Linked DNA regions of Gossypium hirsutum: all the other regions are linked to region 3. Evidence: chromatin contacts called from public Hi-C data. All regions are on one chromosome and are shown on one strand. Each heading gives the region's core, a stretch centred on a gene start, on an enhancer-like site or on the middle of the called end of the contact. The rest is flanking DNA. Distances are from core to core; before and after follow the strand shown.

What was found. A called contact is a pair of places that touch in the nucleus more often than the background predicts.
Region 1: a Hi-C map of leaf shows a contact between it and region 3, with 4 times the contacts expected there. The contact joins the promoter of LOC107893965 here to the promoter of LOC107893963 in region 3. A contact is called at or near these places in 10 of 34 Hi-C or Micro-C datasets (callus, hypocotyl, leaf and 1 more).
Region 2: a Hi-C map of leaf shows a contact between it and region 3, with 2.6 times the contacts expected there. The contact joins the promoter of LOC107893968 here to the promoter of LOC107893963 in region 3. A contact is called at or near these places in 5 of 34 Hi-C or Micro-C datasets (callus and leaf).

What each region holds. Positions count from the first base shown.
Region 1 is chrA13:18,912,358-18,916,676 of Gossypium_hirsutum_v2.1, forward strand. It overlaps LOC107893965, which reads right to left and starts at 1,479. Exons shown (of 1, transcript XM_016819127.2): 1 at 572-1,479. The coding sequence starts at 1,312. The coding sequence ends at 698.
Region 2 is chrA13:19,026,574-19,030,797 of Gossypium_hirsutum_v2.1, forward strand. LOC107893968 (sucrose transport protein SUC3) reads right to left here and starts at 2,548. Exons shown (of 16, transcript XR_001683077.2): 1 at 1,931-2,548; 2 at 1,124-1,189; 3 at 878-976; 4 at 729-793; 5 at 544-628; 6 at 427-460; 7 at 184-283; 8 at 1-60.
Region 3 is chrA13:18,775,208-18,779,540 of Gossypium_hirsutum_v2.1, forward strand. It overlaps LOC107893963 (UDP-galactose/UDP-glucose transporter 3), which reads left to right and starts at 1,387. Exons shown (of 7, transcript XM_016819126.2): 1 at 1,387-1,760; 2 at 2,304-2,401; 3 at 2,519-2,649; 4 at 2,854-2,884; 5 at 3,020-3,123; 6 at 3,305-3,426; 7 at 3,848-4,333. The coding sequence starts at 1,657. The coding sequence ends at 4,253.

The DNA of each region.
Region 1 (4,319 bases), core at 229-2,728, 140 kb after region 3:
TATACAACACAACTTGATTAACTCGATTTGGACCTCAACTCGTTCCAACAGGAACTCAAATTGACTTGAATCCAAACTGATTTGAACCTAACTTGAAATGATCAAAACCGAATATAAGCCTCAAACCCGGAATGATACAAAACTGAAACAACCTAAACCAGAAGTGCTCTAAACTAGTAGAATCAGAATTATCCAAGGAAAACATGATTCTTGAACCCGAAAGATACAAATTCAAAACAATTTGAACTTATAATGGCTTAAGCCCGAAATACCCAAAAGATATAAAATTCTAATTAATATATCTAAATTGATTCGATGCAAAACTAATCTAATTTGCTCAATTAACAAGTCTAGTTGGAAAATCGATAATTTAGAGAAATCCATTAGGCTACTACTCCTACTAGTTAACCTCGCACCAGTAAAATCAAAATGCATCATCTGAAATAGAGAGCCTCAACCCATGTGCTCTGAAGTGTAATCAAAGGACCCCAATAGGTGCAGTAAAATTAAAATGCATCATCTTTAGTACTAAAATGCATAATCAAAGGAGCCTAGAATTGTACACATATAGTTAATCAAATGAAAATTTAAAGAGATACATTATCTTCTCAATTAAACTATAACAATGTGACACCAAAGTTGTATAAAAAAAATATCAAAGCAAAACCCAGAATTTACATACCTTTCCAGCTTTAACCTAAAACCCCTTAGGTCCAGTTTCTTTCAAAACAACAGGTTTCTCGGCCATGGCGAGACAGTACTTTGCAATCTCTCTAAACCTAGGGACGCTCCTAAGATCAACCTTAGTTCCATCTTTCAAGGTTATGATAACGTCACCCCATTCACCTATGAAACGCGGCACCACCTGCACGTCCTTAATCACCTTGTAAGAGAAATCGCTCCTATCCTGACCCGTCAGTCCCGAAATAACCGTCACCCGCAGGTTGGTGAACCTGTACCTGAGGAAAAACCCCCTCGAAACGGCGGCTAGAGTCAACGGCAGCCATAGAAGAGTGAAACCCAGAAGCAGATTGGCTAAGAGGTCCCCGTAGTGGGCTCCGCCGTCGAAGAAGATGGTTTCTTCTTTGGGGCTTTTGGAGGAGGGTTGGGCGGGAGTGGTGGTTGCGGCGGGTTGGTCAGTTGGGGAGGACACGTGGAGCCTGGAGGACGGTCTGTTGTTTCCAGAAATGGATTTGAAGAGGAAGTTACGTACAGGAAATTTGGAGGAGGGATGGAGGGAAAGGTGGGTGATAGAAGTGGCGCCCGCGGCGGTGGCTATGGCGGCCGGTGAAAGAAGAGAAGTAGAGGCCATGAAGGATTATCCGTTTGAGAAGAGGCAGATGGGGAGAGGCAGTTAAGTTGAGCCGTTGCTGGTCGTGTATTTGCCACGTCACACGCTAAAAACTCACTATTTAGTTCTGGTCAAATTCTGCTATTAGTCCCTGCATTATGCATAAATTATTTATTAGTTTTTAATTTGGGTCAATTTTAATTTTTATATTGTTTTCAAATTTTAAAACTTCAATTCTGATCAGATGAAATATGTCAAATTCCTTAATGCTCCATTTCGAAACATGAGTCGAAAATTTTAAATCTAAACTTCATTTATTATGTAAATGATAAGAATGAAATGCATATATTATGGACAGAATAATTGAAATTCAATCTAATATATTAGAAAATTGTAAGGGTAAACTATACCCATGGTCAATCTAAAATAGAGATTTTCCTATTTTAGTTAATTAATTTTTTTCTCAATTTAGTCCCACTGAATAAAAAATTTTCCAAACTAATTACTATTATTAAATTTTTCATCATCTTCTACAAATTATTGACGTGACACATTAATCCCTTGAGTGATCGATACATGGCAAATTTTTTTTTGTTGACTTTTTCGAGCACCATTTCATCTTTGAAGAAATCTTATTTTCTTTGTTGAACGTCCACCAATTCCCTGTCCTACATTACCCTTATTGCATCTGTAACACCCCTAACCCGTATCCATTGCCAGAATAGGGTTACGAGGCATTACCGAATAATACACATCGTTCACATACAATTATGCATTTATAATCAATATCTGTTCAACTCATACACATTGTCCCTTATAAGGTCTTACGAGGCCTTAAAACATGCCTAGAAGTAGTTTGGGACTAAACCGATAACATTAGTAAACTTTGAGAAACTTTTAAAATTTTCAAACATTAAAGGGTCGCACACCTGTGTGAATAGGCCGTGTGTCTCACACGGTCACCAGAAACACCCTGTCATAGGCTGTGTGAAAACAAGGCATACATACTGACCTGTAGCACACGGTCGAGGACACGCCTGTGTGCCATGACCATGGAAAAACTGAAGGGGTTACTGACTTGTGTCACACAACCAGCCACACGCCCATGTGCCAGCCCGTGTGTCACACACAGCCAGTAGACACGCTCGTGTGTCTAGACCGAGTCAAACCTGTAAGGTATACTGACTTTAACTCGAAGGGTATCCCAGGAGACACACGATCGTGTAACTTAACCGCATGTCGCACATGGCTGAGACACAAGCCCGTGTCTCTGCCCGTGTGGACAAAAATAGGCCATTTGTAAAGCCAAATTTCCACCCTTTTCTCATGCACACAAAGTAACCAAATTGGTACCAATTCAACACATATATAGGCAGCCAAAACATGCCAAATCAATATGCCACAATCATCAATTTCACATAACTACTAAATGCATTTACTCATCAAATTATCATCTATATCATGACACAAATTTTACCATATCATTCAAAATCAAACCACAATATGCCAATCTTCCAAGCATTAATACATCAACTACGAATTAACCAAATAAACAACCATTTGGCTATATCAACAACTATGGCAAACATACCAAAACAAGCCGACATATAGGGCATTATATACATCATATATATCACTTATCAAACATATAATTCAAGCAAACTTAAATGGCCATATACACCAACATTTACAAGCTAGATCTCATGGCTAATATCATAACTCAAAATATACCAAGGTGACACTAGCCTACACATGCCATATACCATATATACAAAGCTTCAAAAGTACCAACAAAATGATCGATAGTGTGATGACACTTCCTGACTATCCTCGAGTCCAAGTTAGCTTTGATTCTCTATAAAACATAAACAAATAACACACAGTAAGCTTCATAGCTTAGTAAGTTCGTACTAAATATACTCAACAGTTCATAATATACAAATCATCAATTCGAACTAATTAATATTTAAATCATGATGACTAACAAACTTTTCTCATACTTACTCAATTGTTTATGAATAAGTTCATAACTTCTTCTATTTGGATTTCATGCTTTATATGTACATACCTGTACAAATTCTTATCGAACTCATACCTTTATGTGATACTGTTGAATACTCGATATCTCGCACACTAAGTACCTTTCATAGCTGAAGCTATTATAATCTCGCACACTAAGCGCCTTTCATAGCCGAAGCTATCTCAGTCTCACACACTAAGTGCCATATATAGCCGAAGCTATTCCGATTTGCACACTAAGTGCTTTATATAGCCGAAGCTATCTCGATACGCACACTAAATGCCAAACATAATCGATTCGTCGTCATACACAACCATCGTCTCATATATATAATTTATGCAATATTAAAGCATTAAAAACATAATTGTAACAATGTTTATCACGTACGAACTTACCTCAGACGTAAAAACGATGAAACTAGTCTATTAGTCGAGTACTTTGTTCTTGCCTCGATCTAAGTCCGGGTTCCTCTTTTCTTGATCTAGATTATAACAAATTCAACTCATTTATTCACATAATCTTTCAATTTAGTCCATAAACACATATTTAGGCATTTTTGCACTTTAGCCCCTAAATTTTCACATTTATTCAATTTAGTCCCTATTTTACAAAAACACAAATTACACAAAATTTAATAAGACCCATGCTTATTCGAATTCTCTATAGGTCACTAGCAACCCATAGTTCACATTTTTTTCACAATTTAACCCCTCAAATTACACTTTTCTCAATTTAATCCCTAATATGCATTTTTACTCAAAATTACTTTACAAAACATGTATATCAAACACCAAGCTTTCGTATTTCATCATCAAACATCCAAAAGCACATGAATTTATCAATTTTAGCTTTCAAAATCATCAACACTTTCAAAAATTGAGGCATGGGCTAGCTACAATACAAAGCAACAATTACAAAAATCAAAAATCGAGCTCAAATCACTTACCAAATAAGCAAGGAGAGTGCCGAATGTAACAAGCCCTAAATGGTTTTCTCCTTTGCTATAAA
Region 2 (4,224 bases), core at 1,298-3,797, 250 kb after region 3:
GCTGCCTTAAGATTGGCACAGGCTTCACAGCAAGCTCTACTTTCCAAGAAAGGAAACCACCTGTATTGAGATCATTTATAAGGATTAGATCAAAATTTAAATGCAGTATAAGATGAAACAGAAAACTTGGGTCTCCATAATTGTTTGTTTCATCACAGTAAAAACAGGTGGAAACATTTTTACCGATGCCAACTCCCACTAGCACCAGCCGAAAACCCCAAGATGTTTCCAACAGCCATCCATAAGCAAAATATGGCATTTGAAGAATTGTGCTGATCAGGACCTGTCATCCAGCATCTTGTCATGCACAGTATCAAAGAAGTGTAAAATTATACAACCTCGTAAATTAGAGGCATCAAAACTAAACGTCACAATGTTACCATGTACAGACTAAATTGTTTCCATTTTCTTAAGAAAGAAGTTCACCTGATAGATCAGCCAGAAGGGCACGAGCTGGTCCCTAAGAAAATAAAAATTCTATCATTCACAAACTTATACAACAGAAAACTTGAAAGTAAGAAAAAATCACCATGGATGGCTTACCTGCACTGTATTGTTAGCAAGATCCAACATCCAGAATCCAATAACAAAGACAAAAGCCGCCCTCGTTCGTGTACCTTTAAATGTACTGCATTGCATACATTATTTGGTCAATATCTTTCTATTTTTCTTTTGGGAGACAGGGGGTGCCAGAAAAGAATAGAAGAAATCAAAGCAGAAAATGATACCTGCAATGCTCCTTCGTATCACCTAAAATGTATCCAATGTCTGCAGAAAATCCGATTATTATCACCTAAATTACAAAATTTAGTTTAGCAGATATAAAACCCAGAAACATAGTATATAAGAATGAATTATGTAACACTTCAATGCTTACAGAAAGAGAGATCATGAATGATCCAGCAAGGATAAAAGGCCGTCTCCTTCCATATTTTGAAGTGCATTTATCACTCCAAATACCGACACAAGGTTGAACCTAAGATCAAAATAAAAACAACTCAATAGATCACATATAAAGACAGCAATCTTTTAAGTGTAGTCATTTACATCAATTATTGCACCACCATAATAATGAACAGGGCATCAATATAAATTTATATGTAATATGGTTCCCATCACCTACCACAAGACCAGTTATTGGACCACAAAGCCAAATGAACGAAGAAAAAGCATGCTCTATTCCAAGTGTCTGCATGAATCAGCCAATATGAATGGTCAAACAACAAGGGAAATGCACCATAAGCTCAAAAGAAGCTCAGAGCAGTTGAAAAGGAATCAAGGCTGAGGCTAATAAAAAATAAATAAATACAAAGATAATGTTACCCAGTTTCACAAAATATTTTGAGAATTACTTTATGATTAAAACATGTTCTTCGAACAATGGCCATACTTTTTCTTCTTTTCTCAGAAGAACGACAATAATCAACAAAGCAAAAGCATTCTAGCCTTTTACTCCTTTTTTTTTTTATTCCTTTTCAAACACTGCGAGGGCCTTCTATGATATGTTAAAAATTACAAGTATTTCTAGAAATTATGAGAAGAAATAGAAAGAAATTATATAAAGAGTTTTTCTCTCACGCCATAATCTTTCTTTTCCAAATTGTAATTGCACCCAAAATTCTTTCTAAAAATCCATGAAAATTAGGCAAATTACCGACTAAACAATAAAGAAAAAGTATTGCAGTGTATACTTTCTAATTGATGATTCAAAAATATCAACAAAAGAGTACTTGGCGCTGATATTCTTTTATTTCTATTTCATAAAATTAACAAAAGCAAAGCACAACATGCCATCTAATAATAACACTGATCTAATTCAAACACATTGCACAGAGTTCAAAATTAACAACATGCATAGTAAATAACCTAATTTTCTCCGTTACTTAAAAATAAAAAAAGTATTAAGGGAAAACACACACAAAAAAAGGACCTGAATGTAAGGAGTCAAAAGCGAAAGTTGCAAAGCCCAACCAAATTGAACCCCGGCGGCGATCGTACAACTAAGAGCGAGAGTTATCAAGCTACAATCCTTAGATCTAACGTGGATCGGCGACGATAAGTTAGAGTTTCCGTTGGGAAATCTAGCCGAAGGCGGCGAAGCAGAAGTTGAAGGAGAGCCAGGAGACGAATTTAGATCGATCCGACGATGATATGGATCGTCGATCATTTCAACTTCCGAATCTTTCCTTAAGTTCCTGTAAGGAACCTTGACAGAAACTGAGTCACTCGTTCCTGCCATAGCCTCTTTGACTCAGCCGCTGGTTATCCTCCACTAGTTAACTCAATTAAAACCTTTCACATTAAAACTTTTGAATATACCATGAAAAAAGAAAAAATTGAAAATTGAAAATTGAAAAATGAAAATAAAATTGTTCTCTTTTTGTATATTAAAATTTAGATCTAAATTGCTAGAGCAAGAGAAGAAAAGGAGATTAAAGTTAAAAAGGTCAAATTTGGGCGGGTGTGAAGGAATTTTGCAATATTAGAAAGGACTACGGTCGCTCGTTCCCTCGCGCTTCTGGCTCTTCTTTGGTACGTCACATCTTCCTTAATGCGGTTGCGTTTTGTGATTTCTTGGGTTAATTCCAACGAAGGAATTCAAATTAATTTCGGTAAAAGTAGCATATAGAGCTTTGTATTTGGAGTCAAATTATATTTTGTCCCTCTTTATTAAAAATGGGTATATTAATTCTTGTACATTAGATTAAAAAGTAATTTTTTTAATAATTTCATCCATTTCTACTGTTAAAAATTGGCATGCCTGACAAAATAACTAGTTAATTACATGTGGCATGCCATGTATACCTCATTTTGACATACAAGGACTAGTTTTAACAATAGAGATGGGTAAATTTTTTATCAGAACAATTTACTCTTTGATCGAATGTATAAGGACTAATTTGCCTATTTTTTAGTAGTGGGGTAAAATATAATTTAATTCCTAGTACAAGAATCTCTATAATACTTTTATTAGTTAATTTTTAAAATTCAAAAATATTTTATTTTATTTTTACCTTACAAATTAGAGAGAGGAATTAAATTAACAAGATTTGAATCCTATCCTTGAAACAATCTTAACCATTACTCCTTTATACAGTTGGCTAAAACATTTTAATTGGATCATTAAATTATTAACATTGTATAAGTCAAGTCCTTTCTTTTACTCAAATCGACGTGGAACATATTTAAAATATATGAATCAAATTATAAATATGTTTGTATCTATCACATAACATTTTTTTTATTTAATGTGTTAAAAAGGGAAAAAATTAGAAAGTACCAACAATTTTTTTAATATTTATATTTTAAACATGTTTATTTAGTAGGTATATAAGTTTACAATTTGATCCACATGTTTTAAGTATATTCTATGCTAATTTTGATACAACAACTATGTTCAAGCTATTGATTAAACTAACAAGGGGACCTGATTGATACAATATTGATGCTTTAAGAATTTAATTAGAACACTTTAAAATTTAAAGACTAATTTAAATTTAGATCATGTTTTGAGAACATCTTATGAAATTAACCTATTTTTTATAAGATGGATCTTTTTAAGTGTGGTGTCCACTTTCTAGTTTTTTACTAATAATGATGACAAGCCTTAGAGATCAAATTTCAAAAGTTGACACCAAAGATAAGAAACGACGACGGAATGTGATAAACCGTAATTCATACATATTTCTATCCCATGCTTAGCACATTTTATGGATGATTTTTTCTTAAAATTGGTGAATTCGATGCTCCTAATGCCTTAATTTCATGTTTTATACTTAGGTGAGCATAGGAGAGTGAAAGGACCGAGAAACAGGCCAAAAACAGAGAAAATGGGCCAACGTACGAAATCAACACGGCCTAGACTTCCTCACACGGGCGGACCACATGGCCGTGTCCCTTTGGCAAGGTCAAAGCATGATTGACACGAGTAGATCACACGCCCGTGCCCATTTAACAGCCTTGACCACGGCCTTAAGCAATCGCACACGGGCGTGTCCCTGCCGAGCCCAAGTTTAGTCCAATTCGGAAAAGGCCAATTTTAAGGGCTCTTAGGCATTCCAAAGCCTATTTAAACACCTGAGGAGGCACTTAGATGAGGGGACGGAGGGGAGGAAGAAAGGAATTGCTCAAGGAAAGCCAATCGATCCATCTCAGAAGCCGAATTCACCATCAAGGCTGAAGATCTCCCTTCAAATTCCCTCAGGAGTTTTGGGTTTTCTTATG
Region 3 (4,333 bases), core at 137-2,636:
TACAATTAACAAAAATACATTTTTTCATAACATTTCCCAAACTTTATAAAAGCAATTAGCAATAGAAATGTTAAACTTATCCTATTGTAAGCTTGTAAATTTTAACTTGAAAAATAATAAAATATTTTATGCATAATTACTAAAAAAATAAAAACTAATTTAGAAAACGCATTAGAATATTTTAAATTTCTGTCCCTGCACCTAACATATTACTTTTCATGCAATGGATCAAAATGATTGCATAAAAACTAAACCGGGCTTCCAAAAGAATTAGACCAATCCCTGTTGCGGCCCATTTAGGTCCAACCATTTCATTTATTGGCTTCCCTTCAAAGTCAAAGAGAGCTTTTAAATAGTTCTAATTTCGAAATTTCTCCCACTACTTTACAAGAATTGAGAAATTAGTCCACCTATTTCTATTTGTAATAATTTGGTTTCTGTACTTTAGAAAACTAAAAGGTTAGTATTGTTAAATCTCAAACTTAAAAATCAACCTTTCAACTATTTATATACGAAAGAAAATAGTGAAATTCAATAGTTGAGTAATTTATATGCAAAAATGACCAAAAATTACTATTTCAATAATTATATTAACTCCATAGTTTTAATAAAGTATGAAGTATGGGAGTAACTTGGCCGAGTCAAAACCGAAATTCAGGACTTGATATTTGGCTCAAGCTCAATTAAACATTAAATTTTAAGTTTGGGCTCAACTTAAGACATTATTGATCTACTTGAGCTCAAGTTCAATTAAGTTCCTTTTATCAATTTTCATATTCAAGCACGATTAAACTCACCTATACTTAAACTCTTTCTATATGATAAGGACAATTACATAATTTCATAATATAAAAATATATTACAATGAAAAGCTTGGTTAGATTTGTAAGTCGTTTGGATTGAGTATCATGATTCTCAAATCTATTTGAATAATAGCTTGAGTTGCTCGGGCTCGACTTGGTTATTATCAAATTGAATTTGAGGTTTTTTTTTTATTTACTTTTCATATGAGTATAACATTATGATTACTAGTTTTTATTTTTTGATACAATGCCTAGAACTATCTATAGTCCCTCTTCAACCCTAAATAAGAAGATAATGTGCTTCAGCACGCACGAACCCACATTCTCTTGCGTTGACAATAATGCCGATGCCAACTGAGCTAAGATTAATTAACTAAAGTTGAGTTATTTTTAGTTGAAATTGAATGGCTTTTGAGTACTAATATCTCATTTGCACAGCTTGTATGAAGACTAAATTGTGAAAAATTAAAATAAATGATTAATTTTGTTAAAATTCATAAATCAAAGGGATGAAATTTAAAATTAGACCTATAGAAAACTTTTTGGACGTTACGGTGGGGTTGAACATGAAGCTTGACGGAGGGATTGGAGAAACAGCACAAGGCCGCGTTTCAATAACCAATCAAAAGAAAGTCATGAAGTCATCAATCCAATAAAATAAAGACACGTGGGTAACCCACGTAACTTGGCGCTCCCTTCTTATTTTATGTTTTTCATTTTTGCTTTTTTTCACAAAAGATCTCTTTTTCCCTCTTTCGTGATCTTCGATCTCCGTTCTTTTTCCCTTTTGGGTTTACCATATAATCTTCGCAATTGAATCAAAGTGAGAAAACAGTTATCGAGCGGCGTCGTAATGGAGGCACACGGCGCCGGACTCCGGCGAGTTTTGGTGTTGGCATTTTGCGTTGCCGGGATTTGGTCTGCCTATATTTACCAAGGCTTTCTTCAGGAAACTCTGTATGTATTATTTTTGTTTTTATTTTATTTTGTTATGTTTGATTTCTTCTGAACCTTTTTCGATTAGTTATTGCTTTGCTTGATCTGTTGTTGGAAATCCTTTTTGAATGTATTTTTTTTTTAATTTGCAACGAATTATTCGTAATCTTAGTTAATTCAGAGGTAGGTTTAGATGCGAAGAATAAAAATTTTGGATCTAGGTTAACATGTTACGGTTCGTTATTGATATGACTGTTATTTCTTTGAATTTGAATAAATTGTCGTGATTCTTCCATTTCTTCTTTTTACTTGGAACTTCTTTTTGTAGATAGCAACTGTTCATTTAAATAGTATCGTGTGTGTGTGTATTAATTTTTACTGATTTTGCGCTGGCATTTTCAAAATTTCACGTTGATAAATTGTTTTGCATTGATAAATTTCAAATTGCTAAAATGGATAGATGGGTGACCCGTCTTGGGAGAAAGATGTAGCTTTTCAACGAGTAAATTGTAGTCGTTTATGGTTTTCTAATTACATTTTCTTTTTATACTTTGTTGAGTTTAGGTCCACCAAGCGATTTGGTTCCGACGGGAAGAGGTTTGAGCATCTTGCATTTCTTAACTTGGCGCAAAATGTGGTCTGCTTAGTTTGGTCTTACATAAGTAAGCTTCTCCATTTGCACTATCATAATGTTTTTATAAATTTGGCTATATATGTACCATTGACTGGTGAGAATTATGGAAAATAATAATATGTTTGTTTTTGTGTCTTTCATCCAGTGATAAAGCTTTGGTCCAGTAGAAGCAATGGTGGTGCTCCCTTGTGGACTTATTGGAGTGCTGGAATCACAAATACAATTGGTCCGGCCATGGGTATAGAAGCATTGAAGTACATCAGCTACCCGGCTCAGGCATGTCTTTGATTCTCCATACTTTTATATGTCTTCTCTTTTTGCCTCATCTGTTTAAGTTCCCTCTAGTTATTGCCCATTAAGGTATTACCTGAATTGACAGATTGTTTAAATTCCTAGTTTGGCTGCTTTTGTAGGTGAACATGTGTAGTTGGAGTCTTTGGTATTAAGTTTAACGCTTAATGTTGCTTGTCTCTCTTGCAGGTGTTGGCCAAGTCCTCAAAAATGATTCCTGGTAAGATATAACTTATTTTTTGCAATTCCTTTTTCTCACGTGTTTTCATTGATCGGTACATTTCTGGTATAATGTAAACTCCTTTTCTCATCTTGTTTCAGTAATTAGCTAATAATGTATTATATGTTTATGCAGTCATGCTGATGGGCACTCTAGTTTATGGTATTCGATACACTTTCCCCGAGTATGTCTGTACTTTCCTTGTGGCTGGAGGAGTATCTGCTTTTGCACTTATGAAGGTGGGAAAATGTTAAAAGTTATGACTGTAAAAAACATTGCTACTTTTATTTTGTGATTTATAATTGCTATCTTGCTTATTTTCTAGGCATATTGGAGGAGTAAATATCATTAAGCTTCCCCTATGAAACTCCTGTTCTGAGTCATATATTGCTCTTGTGTCTGCTTTGATCTTTATTCCAGACTAGCTCTAAAACAATTAGCAAGTTGGCACACCCCAATGCACCCCTTGGATATGGGCTCTGTTTTTTGAACCTTGCATTTGATGGCTTTACAAACGCTACGCAGGATTCAATAACTGCAAGGTATGTTTGTGGAAACATTTTCATACTTTTTATCTTTGGTGCCGTGTTCTTCTCTTAAAGCATTTATTATTATGATCATCATCATCATCTTAACATGGACATTGCTTTTTGGACAATAATCCTAGTATTTTGAAAATAATTGTAATAGAGGGATTGAGTTTTGAAGCAACTGGCTGACTTCAATATATACTCTGCTTTGTAAATCTTCAAGAATGAATTTTTGGCAATCAAGATTCATGAGAACTAAACAGATCAGCTTGCTGACACAACAAACCTCGGTTCCTCCATTTCTTGCTGTGGCCCCTAAAAATCCTGCAATTATTGATATCTTGCCAGCCTTTTTTTTATTCTAATTAGAACTGATTTTCTCTTGTTAATTCAAGTTTATATCGCTCAAATCTTTTTGGTTTCCTTTGCCTAGGTATCCAAAGACAAGTGCTTGGGAAATCATGTTGGGAATGAATCTATGGGGCACCATATACAACATGATTTACATGTTTGGCTGGCCGCATGGTAGTGGTTTCGAGGCAGTCCAGTTTTGCAAGCAGCATCCAGAAGCTGCTTGGGATATTCTCCTCTATTGCCTCTGCGGTGCTGTTGGCCAAAATTTCATCTTTCTTACCATAAGTCGATTTGGCTCCTTGGCAAACACAACCGTTACCACCACACGCAAATTTGTCAGTATCGTGGTGTCTTCTCTGCTGAGTGGCAATCCACTGTCCCCAAAGCAATGGGGTTGTGTACTAATGGTCTTCTCTGGGTTGTCATACCAAATCTACCTCAAATGGAGGAAGCTGCAGAGGCTGCCGAAAAAGAAAAAGACCTAAAGGATGCCCTCTTTTGACAGTTTTGAACTTTACGAACTCTCATCTTTTCCCTATTGTATTTTTTAACCGTCCCTACGGTA